2 separate regions of the Zea mays genome follow, and region 2 is linked to region 1. A link is a contact called in public Hi-C data. All regions are on one chromosome and are shown on one strand. Each heading gives the region's core, a stretch centred on a gene start, on an enhancer-like site or on the middle of the called end of the contact. The rest is flanking DNA. Distances are from core to core; before and after follow the strand shown. Region 1 holds the start of LOC100501429. Region 2 has its middle 8.3 kb from the start of LOC100274409.

Region 1 (2,700 bases), core at 120-2,619:
TAGAATATTAGACAAGGTCTCTATACTTGACTAAACCCAGAGCTATAATAAGCACTCGGCTTCACTATAAGTCCCAAATTTTGCTTACAGATGAGTCGTTGGAGAGAGGAATTTAGAGCATCATAAGAAAAGACATGCTCTAGTCTCTGATTCTGTGCGTCTAAAAATCACCTTTTACATCTGTGCACTAAACCATTAATCAGGTATAGATCAAGTATAATTAAATTAAGCACTAGCCAAACTACCCTTATGCAATAATAAGCCATATGTATCAAGGAAGAAGGTAGTAAGACTAGGAAATCCTTAATGCATTTGAAATTTAGGACACATGCAACATGAATTATTAATGAATTTATTGTGTATAGGTACAAAGAAATCCCATCCTACACTGGTGAAATTATTGTGTATTGATCAAGCAATTAAAATTACATGAGAAAGAAAATACAGAAGATATGGAGGAAGACAATAATAATGAGCAATAATATTGTATCACTTTTTTATGAACTATGTAATTTTTATTTTTTATGTTTATTTTTTATCGAATTATGTATTTTTTCTTAATTATGTGATTAGATGATTTTTTCTAAATAAAATACCATGTTTCATTTTACATAACAATCTTTAAAATAAAAATTGAGATGACTTTAGGTTAACAATAAAGACTGTACATTTTAATAAATGAAGACCGACGATGATCGATAGTGTGGATGATAGTGACGTTTCAGATGGTAAAACAATAGCCAGGTGTATTGGATCCAGCCTAAGGCCTTGTTCGTTTCCGTCGGATTGCACCCGGAATCGTTCCAGCTAATCAAAATTTATATAAATTAGAGAAGCAATCCGGTCAGGAATCGTTCCGATCCACCAATCCGGCAGAAACGAACAAGGCCTAAGGGTTGTTCGGTTGCTCAGGAATGATGGCTTGGAACTATTCGTGACTGGATTGTTTACCTATTTTATATAAGATTTTATCCGGTGGAATAATTCTAGGTCCAATTCTGGACAACCGAACAGGCCCAAGCCGAGTTCATTTTTTTGGTCTGTCTTGGGTCAGATAGCGATAATATATGAACATATCGTATCACTCGTTACTTTATTTATTACATAGCTATTTTAATGGCGGGGCGGACGGTGAACTGGTGATATTGTTATATGGCTGTCATTTTTCCCCTACAAATCGTAGGTCAAGTGTCCAGAGATGAGAGATCAGTTACCTTCGCGATAGCTAAAGAAAGCAGAATGAATTTCTTCCTTTCGCAATGTATCCATGGCAACAAGTTTGGGCTAGATCTGAGACGAGACATTTGGTTTGGCCCGGTAAGTTAACTTTTCGGCCTAACTCAATCGACACCATTGTCCAAGCTAAAAGGCCCAACTTAATAGGCTGCCACTTGCCAGTAGAACCGTTTGCCTCTCGCCTGCATCCTAGTCCGGCGGCCGCACCCGGGCAGCTCCGGCGGTTCCCCGCCGCCGTCCTCCGTCTATCCCCGACTGCGCTAGAGCTCCGTCTCATGGGGGCGTCCGAATCTCTCCTATCTAGGCAGCAGCTTCAGCAGCCGCGGCCTCAGTGGGCGGATGAGATCACGACGGTGTCCGAGGGCCGGCGCGACGACGCCGACGCCGATCCCCTCGTCCGCCGTATCCGGTCTCTCACCATAGTAAGTCCTGAACTCTCGTCTCCTGATATCTCACTATAGTAAGGCCTGATATTAACGCTTCTGACTGGTGTTACGATGTTGAGGATTTGTAGGCTCCTCCGCTATTGAGCTCCCAATCTGAAGCGGAAGCAGAGAGCAGCCTCACGGATATCCTCGTCGGGAAGCCCTCTAACTCCTCAGCCACCTCTGGTGAGTGGCTGCCAGCCAGGACGCTATTTTGGTTAGTTTGTATGTTACTGTGCAGGCGAGATTTTACATAGTAGTGTTTGGGTATATAATTGACTAATTGGAAGCACGCTGTACTCGAAATAATTTGCATCAAGCATTGTTGCATTTCCATTATTGTTGTTGAAGCTTACAATGTCACGCTAATTTATTTGTAGGAAATCTGAACCCAAATGTCCTAGCTGAGCTTTTCGCCATGTACCGCGAATGGCAAGAAGAGAATGCCAAGAAAATTAGCCGAAAACAGGTAGGTGGGAATTGTTGTAAGAGTTCTCTCTTTCAGTTATTGCTTATTGAGGGGACTCAATCAGGATATGGCATTGTGGTTCGAGTCACTAGTTTAAGCCCTACAGTATGCTATCATATTGTTGTCAATATAAAGCACATCGCTTCATTTGTTTGCAGTTATTCTCTGTTGATATTTGACCTTGACAGCAAGGCGAATAATATAAATAAATCAGAGTCTCAGTTACCAAAGGCCTTTTGTTCTATGTGTTCTGTGCAACTGTGTTGCTTGTTATGTTTGTCATCATATAGACACGATACAAAATAAAAAGACAGACCCAGTACTGGAGCCTCTCATATAAGGCGTCTGGTGATAGGGTAAAGTGGTAAACTGAGGCAACCCTTCCCTCCACAAATGTGGAGAAGCTGCTTAGAAACCTGACCTGGTGACACAGTTCTCCCCGTTGCACTAGGCAGGCCTTCGTCACCATATAAACATGATCTTGTGAATTAATGTGAAACTGGTTTTTAGGCTGTTTCCAACCTGTGACCTGATGACTTAGTGAGACAGCGCTTACCATTGCGCTAGGCC
Region 2 (2,700 bases), core at 73-2,572, 360 kb after region 1:
CACTTTGTTGCCTCGTTAAAAACCTTATGTGGGGAACTTCAGAAAAGCCACCTAGGGGAAAAGAGTACAACAGTTATCATCGGGACAGATTTCGATCATCTAGATCTGGATTCCATTGAATCTTCTACAAGGGCTAGCACTAGAAATGTGCTCCCTTTGATCCTTGCAAAATCGTCTCAATGTGGAAAAACACCTTTTCTATAAGTATATGCACACAGAGATTTAGCAAACGAATCACATATTGTTGCAAGGATTATTTCAGAAACTTCACCCCAACTCACTTCTAGAATACACAAGCCAAGTGCACATATCAACATAAAAAGTCACTTTGACTAACGATGTTTAATCGACTGGATCTACATATATCTAATAGAAACTTTCATAAAGGTTGACATATTGATCATCAAGCTGACACCTTCAGGGCATACAACATGATATTCAATGTCCCGCAATTGTGATTGATATTAAGCATTCGCTCCCGTGACAATGACATATGTCAAATTCATTATCCCTCGTAACTCAAACATATTCTTCAAAATATGTGTCTCATTGTTCATCAAGAAAATGAGGATGAATGAGGTTGGGATGTGGGGGATGAATATCTCCTGGGTCCCCGTTGTTGAGAAACCCTAATGAAGGGTTATGTGGGCAAATACCGAATATAGCCCTGAGGGCTATCGCGTCTCTATATATAGAACATGTACCCCTCATATGGAATGAAGAACAGAAAGAGGCCAGATGCCCAACCATATATCATGTGTCTCGTGTGTTTCCTCTGTCGTGCTTATGGGAAGGGAGACGGGTTATCTACAGTTTCTCGCGCCTCTACTGCTGACGGGAGGGAAGGGAGCGGATCTAGCGATCCGTGGTAACGTAGTTCTCAACACGTTATCAGCGCGCTCTACCTCGACGTTGCTGCGAGATCTGATCTGCGTCAACTCTTCGTCACGCCGGCAGGTCTCTGGCCTTGCCGAACTGTCCTACGCGACAGGCTTCGTTTCCATTCGCAGAATCAAGAAACATGGTATGAAATATATAGATCTACTATTCGTCTTAAAAAAACAGAACAGTGGTGACGACTCTGCTGGCCGCGCCGCGCGTACGACCTGATAGAGAGCCCGGAGCATATGAGCTCGATGTGACCCCGCGTCTCTTGCCTGCATCCTCACGCATGCAGCCGATCCTTGCGCCTGAAGCGGCTCTGGCCGTCATGCAAAGACTAGTCCGCGTGGGGAGAAAAGAACGGATCGTGTGGGCAGTTTCTGGCCGAGCAAGGCCACATGAACTCCACTAATTGGTCCAATATCATGTGTGGGGCCCAGTGACTTGCATGCTTGCATGCATTCTATCTTGATGGTGCGTGTGGCACATACATGCACGACTGCACTGCATGCAAGTCACGAGCGGGTCATCCGGCTAGATAAACAATGCGGCCCCATTTCCATTTCTTTGACCAGGCATGACGTGCGGCTGAAAAAAAAATCAAAAAATGAAACATATGCTATTAACTCTATTTATTCTATGTTGCAAATAAAAATAGAATAAAAACTTGTTTTATATTGCAGTTTCATCCATAATCAATTATTTCTTGCAGTAAATAATTAGTGGAAAAATGCATGTGAAGACTATGTTGAGCATTTTTATACGCTCTAAATATTTATGATGTGTTGAGCTTTTGGAGTCACGTCGAGTGATTAAATTGTATAATGGGTACTCAGACACGCCGATCAGGCTGCGTTGGTAATCGGCTGAGTTATGACATTAGTTGAATATTGACTGCGCCCTGGCAACACGACGCAATATTTGTGACGTTCGAACTTGGCTGCGTCATGTGATTGCTATGTCGCGCTCTCCATTAATCGGATCGCTCCCGGTGAGTTAGACCGTCATCGCTGAGTCGCGTATTTTTTGCATGCCTTGTAGGCACTGTCTGTCTGACGCAAGCCAAAATTGCGCCTGTTGCGCACGTTGCGTGGATTTATCGTGTACCCCAATTACCGAGCCATAACTGTGCCTGTTGCGCTTATTACGAAGGCTTGCTATATTGTCGTAGCCCTGATGGCCGCAACCGTGTTGCCGCCAGATACGCTGGAGCTTGTACTCGCGGAATGTGGTGGGTTATCCAAGCCCCTGAAGTCACAGCATAGTGCAACCTTCGTAAATAATTTCGTTTAGCTCTATATTTTGTTTGACATGTGTTGTGTGGCTTAATATATTTATATATATCGCCAAGTGGCCATAACAACTTTGACAAGCTCTATGGTGCTTGTAAGATCTGGGAAGTTAATGAAATACCTATGAAACACAAATAAATAATCTCTGCTCTCTCCTCATACATAAAGTTTTACCCGAAGTAACCCGAAGATATATAATATAATGCATGAAAGCCTTTTTGGCATAGAAGACATCACAAATTGAGATTTTATTAGTAAGCAATAAGACCTTGTCAGATGAATAAATGCTAGAATCTCAGTCATACATTGCTCAACCAGATGTTGGCACATTCCTATTTGTCGCTGAACGACATGAAGCGAACCTTGAGATAAATGGCTAGTACATTAGCAACACGAAGTTGCGAGTACATCGAAAGGTAATTCTGAGAATTTTTTCACAACGTTGGTGTGAAAAAACATTGTGTGTTCTCATCGAACCACTTTACTCGGGGTTTATGTAGCAGAACTACATTGTATTCCACCCCTT

Evidence for each region. Hi-C and Micro-C count contacts between places; a contact is called where the count stands out from the background.
Region 2: a contact with region 1 is called in a Hi-C map of ear, with 2.1 times the contacts expected there. The contact joins the enhancer-like site here to the promoter of LOC100501429 in region 1. A contact is called at or near these places in 2 of 25 Hi-C or Micro-C datasets (ear and leaf).

The regions. Positions count from the first base shown.
Region 1 is chr1:278,067,732-278,070,431 of Zm-B73-REFERENCE-NAM-5.0, forward strand. LOC100501429 reads left to right here and starts at 1,370. Exons shown (of 5, transcript XM_008667120.3): 1 at 1,370-1,658; 2 at 1,751-1,847; 3 at 2,042-2,130. The coding sequence starts at 1,512.
Region 2 is chr1:278,427,214-278,429,913 of Zm-B73-REFERENCE-NAM-5.0, forward strand. No RefSeq gene overlaps it. Among protein-coding and RNA genes, the nearest start is that of LOC100274409, 8.3 kb to the right of the region's middle. Within about 2 kb of position 1,323, at least 18 of the 20 cell types and tissues checked have an H3K27ac peak or open chromatin away from gene starts, as enhancers often do. A contact at or near this core is called in ear and leaf, where this site is marked.